Linked DNA regions of Mus musculus: all the other regions are linked to region 2. A link is a contact called in public HiChIP or PLAC-seq data. All regions are on one chromosome and are shown on one strand. Each heading gives the region's core, a stretch centred on a gene start, on an enhancer-like site or on the middle of the called end of the contact. The rest is flanking DNA. Distances are from core to core; before and after follow the strand shown.

Region 1 (3,774 bases), core at 440-2,939, 150 kb before region 2:
TCCAGGTGTCACAGGCAACCACATGAACAAGAGTAAGGGCAGTCTAGAAGGAGCGATTGTTCCACAAGCCACTGATTCTCCAAGGTGTGTGGGGGAGGGGCGGGGATGGGAAAGAGGGAGAGAGAGAGAGAGAGCCTGTCCAGCAAGCTGCCTGGCACACTCTGAGTAGACAGTGAATGGCAGCCATTATTTGATGGTTGTGATTCCTCTCTACACAAAAACATTTATTCAACACAGGAGAGGGGGTGGATGGTTAAAACACAGATTCTTATAATGCAGCTTCAGAAATCCTGATCTTACACTGACGTGGGGTATGGTCCTTTCCCATGAGCTCCCAGGGATGCTGGGGACTGCCCTTGAAGAACCACTAGATCCTAAAGACACCTCCATGAGGAGGGCTAGGGGGAAATAAACCTCTGACAGCCATCCCTCCCTCAACAGCCATCCCTCCCTCAACAGCCATCCCTCCCTCCACAGCAACAGCCATCACCATGTCTTCTGTTCCTCACCAGCCCCTCAGAATTTACTCTATAACCCACCGCAGCCTCTCACTGCCCATCTCTGGAATCCATCCAAGATGTCCTCTAGAAAAGCATGTGTTTCTCCCTCTGTCGCTACTTACAGGTCCCGAGCCTCTTTCCCTCAAGACCACGCAATCCCACAATCAGTTCTTACTGACATTGCTCTGATGAGCCAGGTTTGTCAGCCCTGTGTTGCTGTAACAAAATACCTGGATAAATGACTTTAAATGGAAGAAAGGCTTCTTTTTCTTTCACAGTTTGAAGCCTTTCGGTCCAGTCAGCCAGCATCATTGTTTCTGGGCTGTGGTGAGGCGGAACATTATGGTGGAAGGGAAAGCTGATGACCTCAGGATGGCCAGGAAGCAGGAACAGAGGAAAGGTCATGGAAATACACAGCCCCAAGAACATGTCCCAGGGGGCTACTTCCCCATAACTAGGCTTCCAACCTCATTAAGTTTTTAGAACCTTCCAAAATAGCTCCACCACCTGAGTATTGAGGCATAACACTTAAGTCTGGGGGAGGGGACAGTATATATTCATATCACCACATACTGTCTCCTTGAGTGGGGAACCTGGCATTAAAGCATATAGTTGTGACAGTGGCATTTCAGGTCAGAGGGAGAGTAGGGGGTGAGGACACCCCACTGTTAGCTCTCCCAGCTCTCCCTATAGCAAGCTTCCAGCCTGCCTGCCGTTCAGTGTTACTAATGAAGACCACAAGTCATTCATTTCTACCTTCTCTCCCTAGAGAGAAGGGCCACGTGGCTCCAAGGTCACAGGTAGCTCTTCTTATGGATGTCTCATCTGTCCAATGGCTGTTCATGGTGACATTTGGTATTTTCACTGGCTTCTCTCCTGGAAAGAAAGTTGCACAGAGGCAATGTTAATTTGTATCCTCTTCAGCTGTAAATCAGTGAGGACCAGATAATTAATGTACACCTCTCAGAGCTTAAAATAGAAATACTCTTTCTTCTCCTGAGAAAATGTTCAGCAGGAAAGTTCCCTGGCTACAAAGCTCATCCCCCAGACCCATACAGTCATGTGGTTCTGGAAGCAAAACAAGGGACTGGGGCTTGAAGAGAAAGAGGATTGTATCAGTGGGGTTGGGCTAGAAATCTCAGAACCTATGAGAAAGATATTTATCTTCATGGTGCAACCCAAAGAGGAACTGAGAGTCTTGGCTGTCTGCATGTGGAGAGCAAAGAAACCAAGGAGCAAGGAGACAGCGATCCAGGAGGGTCACTAAATTATGATGAGCCTTTTAGCTTATAATACACACACATGCACAAACATACAACAGAATGTGTATGCACACAAACACACACACATAAACACATACATACACACATATACACTCACTCATGCACATGTACACATACAGAAACACACATATACACACAAACACATACACACGTAAACACACACATATACAAGCACAATACAATATTAACATTCCCTCAAGAGAATGTGCATGCACACAAACACACACATACACACACACACACACATATACAACCATACACACATACAAACACACACATACACACACACACACACACGCTTTTGAGCACACATACACACATGCTGACATGGGGTGGCATTGTGGCTCTGTGACATTTCCAGCTCTGTGACTTGGGACAACTTCAGTTCTCTGAGCAATAATATTCTTTCCAGTGACGTGAAGGTGTTGACAGCTTTAAACCAGTGCCACAAGCATTTAATGAAGTTGTGAATATCCAGTACTGATGTCAAGGTGGGGCATATTTAGCATGAACAATTGTCTCCCTACAAATAAATCCTGTGGTTTATAGTGTTTGCCAATTTCCCTGGTGCAAATACTCTGACCTTGGCTGATATCAAGTTACCAACATCTCACTAATACAGGGCTGGAAAGAGATACAGGGTTCCATAATGTAGCATTTCCAACATCCAGACAGAGTCAAAGCAGGTAACTTCAAAATCATTACATTTTGAAAGGGGCAGGGACTACTGCCTTTTGAGTATGTACTGACTTTGTTTTTAAGCAACTAATTGTAAGCTCACATAATTTAATTCTTCACGATGGCATGTTTAACCAGCTCAAAACTCCTAAAATATTTAGTGGTTCACTATCTGAGCCCGGACAAGCTGGCTCAGGCATTATGCTGGGTCCAGGCTAAGACAGTTAATAAACACAGCTTCTCTGACCTCTTCCCTTCCTAGCTTCAGCTCTGGGAAGGCTTCCTGAAGATTTTCCCTTACAGGCCCCATGCTTTGCTTTTGGTCAGGACCCCTCTCTGGGCCACCATACCAGTTCTGAGTCTATTTTTGTTTTTTTGGTTTTTTTTTCCAAGACAGGGTTTCTCTGTGTAGCCCTGTCTGTCCTGGAACTCACTTTGTAGACCAGGCTAGCCTTGAACTCAGAAATCCGCCTGCCTCTGCCTCCCAAGTGCTGGGATTAAAGGTGTGCACCACCACCGCCTGGCTTTTTTTTTTTTTTTTTTTTTCTGAGTCTATATAAACCCCAGCAAAGGTTCTAACCCTCCTTATACCACATAACTGGTCTTTTTTGGACACATCTCTTCCTGGTTAGGAAAGGCAGTGGTGGCTACTGCAGGGTCCTCTGTGGTGAGGAGGGGAGACTGTTAATTTATTTTAGGATCTCTGTCTGGGAAGACAGTGGGAAAGCAGGGCCAGCAGGCTGTACGTTGGCAAGCCGGAGCCTATAATCGGCCCCCACTTGAGGGTGGAATAAATCTTTGATTGTTACTAAACACCAGCAAAAAGCAGGAAGGCCCTCTGCCTCCCCCAGCCCTGAGCCCGCACAGCCTCAGAGCACAGACATTTGGACAAAGCCACCCTATCTGCCCCGCAGGCACTATCCACATTACTCCTGTTCTCAGCCCAGAATGAAAATTTAAAGGCCACCAAGCTACAGGGTTGCCAGCTCTATCTAACCTCTAAAATCTCTGTGTTTCTACCCAGTGTCTTTGGACATAGTTTCAAGCATCTTGTATTAATTAATATCAGGAATTTGTAATAGATGGGAAATGTCACAAAGCCATATGTCCTATAGTGTTGTGGCAAGGCAAAATAAAATTAAAAAAAAAAAAAAAAAAGCTTTGGGTCTATCCAAAGCCCAGTGGTTCTGTGTGGTCCGACTTGAAACAGCCATGGTTCCACCTTCTTTCTGCATTTGTAGAACTGTATCCTGCCCTCTACACATTTTCATGCACATAAACACACATGCAGACAAACAAACACATGCATGCAC
Region 2 (3,623 bases), core at 349-2,848:
CTCAATTGATGATTGCTAAGTGAGTGAACTTTAAAAAACAAAACAAACAAACAAACAAAAAAAAAACAGCTAACTTCTCAAACCTGAATATGCACTGGGACTTTTGTTTAAAATGCATATTCTAATTGTCAAATGTGGGTTGGGATCCCAAGGCTCTGCATTTCTAATAGATTCCCAAGCTACAAGGACATTACTAGGGTTTGTGAATGGCAAAGCTCAAAACTACTCCCATCATTCATTCATTCATGAATATGTGTGTGTGTGTGTGTGTGTGTGTGTGTGTGTGTGTGTGTGTGTATGAGAGACAGAGAGAGAGAGACAGAGAGAAAGAGAGAGAGCAAGCAATGAACCAAAACTATTGCATTGTGACTCCGTTTTTCAGTGCTTAAAGGATCAATGGGGTTAGTAAACAAAACAAGTCAGGAACTCTAAGTCAGAGGACTGGGAAGATGGCTCAGACACACACACAAACAGACACAGACCGGGCGGGGGTAGGGGATCAAACTGTAGGTTAACATCCAATTGTCACAATAGATTTCAATCCTCCCAAAAAATATAATGGTAAACTTGCATCAACTAAAAATTATATAGCAGTGATTTATCTGTATTAAGCATATGCTATAGCAAAATTTCATTAAAATTATCTACTTCTAAGACATAAAATCCAACAAAGCAAAAACATTTAAAACATGAAAATGAGCTCAAGTATCAAATAAGACATATCCATTAATTCTTACCTCAAGAGCTTTAAAAAAGCATTCTGAATTGTCCGAAGACTTTAAAAACTTCACAAGAAACGGCTCTTGGTCATTTCTGGACATAGCTGAACTGTGAGAATAAGGCAGTCAAGAAGAACAAAAGTCAGTCAGTCAATCAGGGAATTAAATGTACAAGTCAACTATTTTTGTAGGGTTTTTGGTTTTTTTTTTTTTTTTTTTTAGTTTTGAGACAAGCCCTGGCAGTCCTGGAATTCGCTCTGTAGACTAGGTCTGCCTGGCACTCAAGAGATGCTCGGCCTCTGCCTCACTCAAGCTGGCAAAAAAGGGAGTGTGCCACTACCGCCCGGCCTGCAAATCAACTATTTTCTTATGCAGACAAGAGTGCCTAAGACATAGCTATCTGGCTTGGTTCATCAATTCATTCAAGATGTTTACAAAGGGCCCCAGAAGGTGGGCAAAGTCGAAGAAGAAAAAAAAGGACACGGATCCTTGCAAACGTGAGAACAAAATGAACGTTCCTGATTGAATCCCCTGAGACCCTTGGTTTGGTCCTCAGTCACTCACTGTTCACTTGCATGGGGCTTAAGACGACGCAGGGCGCCGCTGCGGCTACGGGTACCCACAGCCCGCAAGATTTGCTCCTAAGTTAACGAACTCTGAACGCAAGCAGCCACCGTGCAAGGTCGTGCACGCTCGGCCCAGCTCCCAGGGAAAGGAGCGTCCAGGCCGCGGCTCCCCAGGGACCTGAGGCCCACCCGCCGGTTAGGAGAGGCGCGAAGGCCGCAAGAGGCGCCGGGCGGCCACGCCGGCCGGGAGGAGCCGAAGCTCGCTCACCTAGGTGGAGCCCGAGGGCCCACGGGCACCAAGTCGGGGGGCGCGCGGCCGGCAGGACGGCGGCTGGGGTCGGGCGCCAGCCCGGCGCGCAGCCCCCGCCCTCGGCGGCGCCCCCAACCCGAAGCTAACGCTGCAGAACCCGGAAGGGCCAAGACCGGGAACCGACTTTCGCGCCAACCGAGCGGACGCCACACCTCTTCCGGAGGAAGTGGCGTCATCGGGGCCCCCGCTCTGGGAAGCGGAGCGGTCGGAAGAGGGCGGTCCTTGGGCACGCTTTCCCGAGATGCTCTGGGGTCTGGGTTTGCGGCAACAGTTTCGGCTGCGGCGCAGCTCATCGTTCGTGGCGAGGGCCTGCGGGCGGCCGGACCGATCAGCCTTAAGTCCAGAACGTGCAGAAGTGGGGCGAGGGGGTCCAGTGGCGAGTTCTCCTGACGGTGCCGGGGCAGCGCATGAAGCTAATAGCGGCTTGTGGGTGGGAGGATGTTAAGAAAGTCAAGGTCTGACTCCCCAAAGTGGATGAACAATCAATCCTTACCAAAGCCAAAAACAGTAACGGAAAGAAGACTGGGTGATGAAAGGCACGCTAGATTATTGATTAGGTTATATTCACATTCAAGACTTTTAAAATATGTATTTCTAAGCCGAGCAGTGGTAGAGCACACCTTTAATCCCAGCACTTGGGAGGCAGAGGCAGGCGGATTTCTGAGTTGCCAGCCTGGTCTACAAAGTGAGTTCCAGGACAGCCAGGACTATATAGAGAAACCTGTCTTGAAACTCCACCCCCCCCCCCCCAAAAAAAAGTATTTCTAGATATCCTCTATCAGGTGTATAATTGGCAAAGATTTTCTCCCATCTGTATGCTTATTCATTTGATTAATTTTTCTTTGCTGTGCACAACCTTTTAACTTCACGCAATCCCATTTCATTTGTCCGTTGTTCGTATTATATCCTGAGCAACTAGGGCCCTATTCAGAAAGCCCTTGACTATTTTGGTTTCAGGATTTCAGTTCTGACATTAAGGTCTTTAATCCATTTGGAGTTGATATTTGTGTAACGCAAGAGAGATTAAGATCTAGTTTCCTTCTTTTATGTATGGCTATCCAATTTTCCCGGCACAGTTTATTACAGAAGTTGGTTTTTTTCTTTTCTGATGTGTACTTCCGGCATTTTGTGACAAAGAATCTTTACTTAGCCAAACCTGTAGTCTGACTACTGGTCGTTCTCCTTGTAAAAATCCAGTTAGATCCTGCCACCTTTGATAGCTCATGCCCTTTCTCATTTTTCACTGTCCCCAGGTAATATCTGACTATTCTGGCCTATCTACAGTAAGAAAACTCTTAGGTTCTAACCAAAACCCCATTCTTATGTTACCTCTTAAAAGTTGCTAAGGGTAGCCGGGGGCAGTGGTGGATCACGCCTTTAATCCCAGCACTCAGGAGGCAGAGACAGAGGCAGGCGGGATTTCTGAGTTCAAGACCAGCCTGGTCTACAAAGTGAGTTCCAGGACAGTCTGGGCTACACAGAGAAACCCTGTCTCGAAAAACAAACAAACAAACAAACAAACAAAAACAAAAAAAAGTTGCTAAGGGTAAATTATTGATAAAATGCTGAATTATTAGCCACCCCCAGCTTTATTTTATTTTATTTTATTTTTTGAGACAGAGTTTCTGCATAGCCTTGGCTGTCCTGGAACTCACTGTGTAGGACAGGTTGGCCTTGAACTCAAGAGATCTTGCCTTTGCCTCCCGGAATGCTGAGATTAAAGGTATGCCACCACGCCCAACACAAACTCTATTCTTTTAAGTACAATATATTTAGGGTTGCTGGTCACTGTAGTGATTATAATGGTCCTGCTTTAAAGGTATCATTAACTTTTTTCATTTACAGGATATCGATAACACTGGCGCAGAGGTAAATGCCCACTAGGGAAAAGAAGGGAAATACTTAGTATTGGAGGTAAGGGTCTGAGGATGTAGCTCAGTTGGTAGAGCACTTGCCTAGCATAAAAGTCCCTGGGTTCCATCTTCAGGGCCATATAACACTGGTTGCATCCTAGCTAAGCAGGAGGTA
Region 3 (3,702 bases), core at 431-2,930, 170 kb before region 2:
AGCCATGTAACCCTGGTGAGTGGTAACTCCCAGAGACAACCTTATACATTCTGGATTAAAGAGGCTTTCTCAGCTCTGTACATTCTGGCCATGGGATCCCTGGGTCTTTTATCACAAAGGGAAATAATAGTACCTATGAGATAATCCTTCTGAAATTGTACATTATGCACCCCAAACAGCAGTACATGTCAACTGTCTATTTTCCCGAGTTCTAAAGTTGAACTGAAAAAAAAAATCAGAAAATGGAATTATGCTCAGAATTGGATATACTCAGTACCCACCAGAAATTGATTCCTGTTGCCTTCTCTTGCCTGGAGTCAACTCTCACATTACAGGATCAAGGAATCCAAGGTCCATCTCTGGACTTGGGGTGCATGCTTTCAATACACTAAAACCTCACTCAGCACATGGTGTTTTAGGGCTATGTCATGCTCAGGCTGAAGGGACCATTCTAGCCCCCCAAAGTGATTGGGATATAACCATTGACAGTGTGACTTGGAAGATGCCAAAGGCCAGGATTAAAACCTGAGGTGCCTACTCACAACCATCTGTAACTCCTGTTCCAGGGGATCTGACACCCTCACACAGATATGCATGCAGTCAGATCACCAATGTACATAAAATAAAAAGAAAAGAAAAACCTGAGGTGCTGAAAAAACCCAAACTTGGAGCACCCCTGGGTACTTTCCAGAAATCCCTTTGTTGTTCTCCCTTCTTGGTTTTATTAAAGGGTGTGACAGAGGTGGAAGGGAGACCAGAGCCTAACAGCTGCCCTGCAGCTCAGGTCCTAAAACGTCTGCTGGCTGTGTCAGAGTTAGCAATCAAGCAGCATGTACCACAAGGTCTAGAGGAGAAGAAACATGGCCAACGGCCAGCTGCTGACAAGCAGAGTGTCAGAGGGCAGACATGAGGGGGAGGGGAGGACGGAGCTGGAAGGGGCCTGGAATGGCTACTGGACCTGAAGGAAGAAAGCATGACCAGGCTTGCTTTGTTTCCCTTGGGCCTGTGGGGCTGCCTTCCTCCATGGCTGGCTCCTTTGTGCGCGCACACACCTGCACACATGCATACACAAAGAGATGCGGACATCCTCTGTAATTAGCCCAGAGGCCCTTACACGGAGTCCCAGCTTGTAGTGTGAGATATGGATATCAGAACACGTGTCATCTAAGGTTCTGTAGCCTGTTTGCTCACCAGTGAAGTAGGGACAGTTTGTTGCCTGCCTGGCCCTCTCTGTGGTAGTGACATAATAAAAGCCATGGACTGGGGTTCATAGTATGCATGAGACCCTGGATTCTATTGCAGGAATTGGAGGCAGAAGAATCAAAAATTTAAAGTCATCCTGGCTGCATAAGGATTTTGAGGCTTATCTACATTAGAGACCATTTCTAAAAAGAAATAGGCAAATCTAGATGATCCATTCCCACAGGCTGCACTGCTACACCCCACCCCCACCCCCACCCCCACCCCAGAAAAGTCTGGACGGCTGGGCACATGACCCAGCAACAGAGAATGCCTGTGTGCCTCTCACAGGCTGGTGGGGCGGTTCTCTTCCAGCTCAATGAATGCCCGAAGCTCATGGAAGGCAGTAGACAAAGAACACGGGACAGGGAAGCTTCCAGAGAGGCCCATGACCAGGCTGGGGCTGGCAACCAAAAGCCCCTGGACCCTGTAAACCTGCCAGGCACCACAGAGGCAGAGAGGATGAGCAAGAGGAGAGTGGCAGCGGACTTGCCCTCGGGAACCAACTCCAGCATGCCCGTGCAGAGGCACAGGGTGTCATCCCTCAGGGGAACACACTCTCCATCCTCCCTGGATAGCCCCCCAGCATCCAGGACCAGTGCTGTGGGTAGCCTCGTCCGTGCCCCTGGGGTCTATGTAGGAGTCGCACCCAGTGGTGGCATAGGTGGTCTCGGTGCCCGAGTGACCCGCCGGGCCCTGGGCATCAGCAGTGTCTTTCTACAGGGCCTGCGGAGTTCAGGCCTTGCCAACGTGCCTGCTCCGGGCCCAGAAAGGGATCACACTACTGTTGAGGACCTGGGGGGCTGCCTAGTGGAATATATGACCAAGGTGCATGCTCTGGAGCAAGTCAGCCAGGAACTGGAAACACAACTGCGGGCTCACCTGGAGAGCAAGGCCAAGAGCTCTGGAGGCTGGGATGCCCTCCGCGCCTCCTGGGCCAGCAGCTACCAGCAGGTAAGTCCCCCAGCTGTGTCTAGAGGCTTGCTAGAGGTCTGAGAGGGGATGGTGAAGGTAGCAGCAAAGATGGTGGGTGATCAGAGGCCAGGGAAGTAGATCTCTTCCATACCAAAACTGATGGTCTAGTGTTAACACTGGCTGCCATTCACTAAGGCTGACCAGGAGCCAGGACCCCCTAGGCATAATGCAACCCCCCCAAAAAAAATTTCCAACAATGTTCTGTAACCAATCTCTCACCACATACAGTTTTCAGATGAGAAACACAAGGTCCCCCAGTTCACCAGCTAATTGAGCAGCTGTTCTCAACCTGTGGGTCTCAGCCCCTTTGGGAGTCACATGCAGATATCCTGCATATCAGATGTCTACATTATGAGTCATAACAGTAGCAAGAGTACAGTTAGGAAGTAGCAATAATTTTATGGCTAGGGGGTCACCACAACATGAGGAACTGTACTAAAGGGTCGCAGTGTTAGGAAGGTTAAGAACCACTATATTGGCAAGATGCAGCAGATATCTGACCCTGGATTTTCTTTCCTCAGAGTTACACTTGTCCTGCTATCTGGGGTTGCCTCTGTCACTTTGATGGTTTTCAAGCCATCAAAGAACCCAATACCATTGAGTGGATGTGCTAGTTTACATAACTACTAAATAAATGGAGGGGTGCTTCTATATCCAGATAAAATGGGTATACGGGATTGTCAGGGTTTCTATTCCTGCACAAACATCATGACCAAGAAGCAAGTTGGGGAGGAAAGGGTTTATTCAGCTTATACTTCCATACTGCTGTTCATCACCAAGAAAGTCAGGACTGGAACTCAAGCAGGCCAGGAAGCAGGAGCTGATGCAGAGGCATGGAGGGACGTTCTTTACTGGCTTGCTTCCCCTGGCTTTCTCAGCCTGCTCTCTTAACCAAGACCACCAGCCCAGAGATGGCACCACCCACAAGGGGACCTCCCCCCTTGATCACTAATTGAGAAAATACCTTACAGCTGGATCTCGTAGAAGCATTTCCCCAACTGAAGCTCCTTTCTCTGAGATAACTCCAGCCTGTGTCAAGTGATAACTCCAGCCTGTGCCAAGTTGACACAAAACTAGCCAGTACAGGGATCAATAGGAATATGGATATTACTAGTAATTTTCAACTTCCTACTACCTATGGTGTGTGTGCACGCGCGCTCATAAACTAGTGAAGTTGGTGTTAATATCTTGCTTAACTCAATAAGGCAAAAATTACTTCAGCATGAAATCAATATAGAAATACCAGCACAACAGCCCTGATTCAAACAGAACTTTTTAAGAGGATGGAAATGTCTTACTGTCTTGGCCGTCGGTTTATGAGGCTTCTCCTGGGCAGACATGAGCAAGGGCATTTCACCCCAGACAGGACACTACCAACAATCAAATATTTTACCCAAGTCTAGCTTGGAGACCAAAGAGTTTTTATCGGGGTTACTTGACAAACTGAGTATAATTGAATCAAAGGAAGCTGCACCCCTAGAGCTCGCT

The links. HiChIP or PLAC-seq counts read pairs in DNA pulled down with a chosen protein or histone mark.
Region 1: a contact with region 2 is called in an H3K4me3 HiChIP or PLAC-seq map of the 230-238 cell line, with 12 read pairs. The contact joins the enhancer-like site here to the promoter of Topbp1 in region 2. A contact is called at or near these places in 2 of 39 promoter capture datasets (the C10 cell line and pre-B cells), 4 of 115 datasets of contacts at active chromatin or transcription factors (the 230-238 cell line, the SCID.adh cell line, embryonic stem cells and 1 more) and 1 of 9 other capture datasets (liver).
Region 3: an H3K4me3 HiChIP or PLAC-seq map of pro-B cells shows a contact between it and region 2, with 2.2 times the contacts expected there. The contact joins the promoter of Bfsp2 here to the promoter of Topbp1 in region 2. A contact is called at or near these places in 2 of 39 promoter capture datasets (the C10 cell line and pre-B cells), 4 of 484 Hi-C or Micro-C datasets (CD8 T cells, nephron progenitors, pre-B cells and 1 more), 4 of 115 datasets of contacts at active chromatin or transcription factors (the 230-238 cell line, large pre-B cells, memory CD8 T cells and 1 more) and 3 of 9 other capture datasets (adipose tissue, liver and pancreatic islet).

Annotation. Positions count from the first base shown.
Region 1 is chr9:103,457,421-103,461,194 of GRCm38.p6, reverse strand. All of the region lies in intron 1 of Bfsp2 (beaded filament structural protein 2, phakinin), which reads left to right. It overlaps 5830418P13Rik (RIKEN cDNA 5830418P13 gene), which reads right to left. Exons shown (of 6, transcript NR_040466.1): 6 at 1-1,376. Among named protein-coding and RNA genes, the nearest start is that of Gm16252, 13 kb to the left of the region's middle. Within about 2 kb of position 1,689, at least 6 of the 459 cell types and tissues checked have an H3K27ac peak or open chromatin away from gene starts, as enhancers often do. A contact at or near this core is called in the 230-238 cell line, where this site is marked.
Region 2 is chr9:103,303,302-103,306,924 of GRCm38.p6, reverse strand. It overlaps Topbp1 (topoisomerase (DNA) II binding protein 1), which reads right to left and starts at 1,598. Exons shown (of 28, transcript NM_176979.5): 1 at 1,554-1,598; 2 at 738-828. The coding sequence starts at 821.
Region 3 is chr9:103,478,226-103,481,927 of GRCm38.p6, reverse strand. Bfsp2 (beaded filament structural protein 2, phakinin) reads left to right here and starts at 1,680. Exons shown (of 7, transcript NM_001002896.3): 1 at 1,680-2,193. The coding sequence starts at 1,702. All of the region lies in intron 2 of Gm16252 (a long non-coding RNA gene), which reads right to left.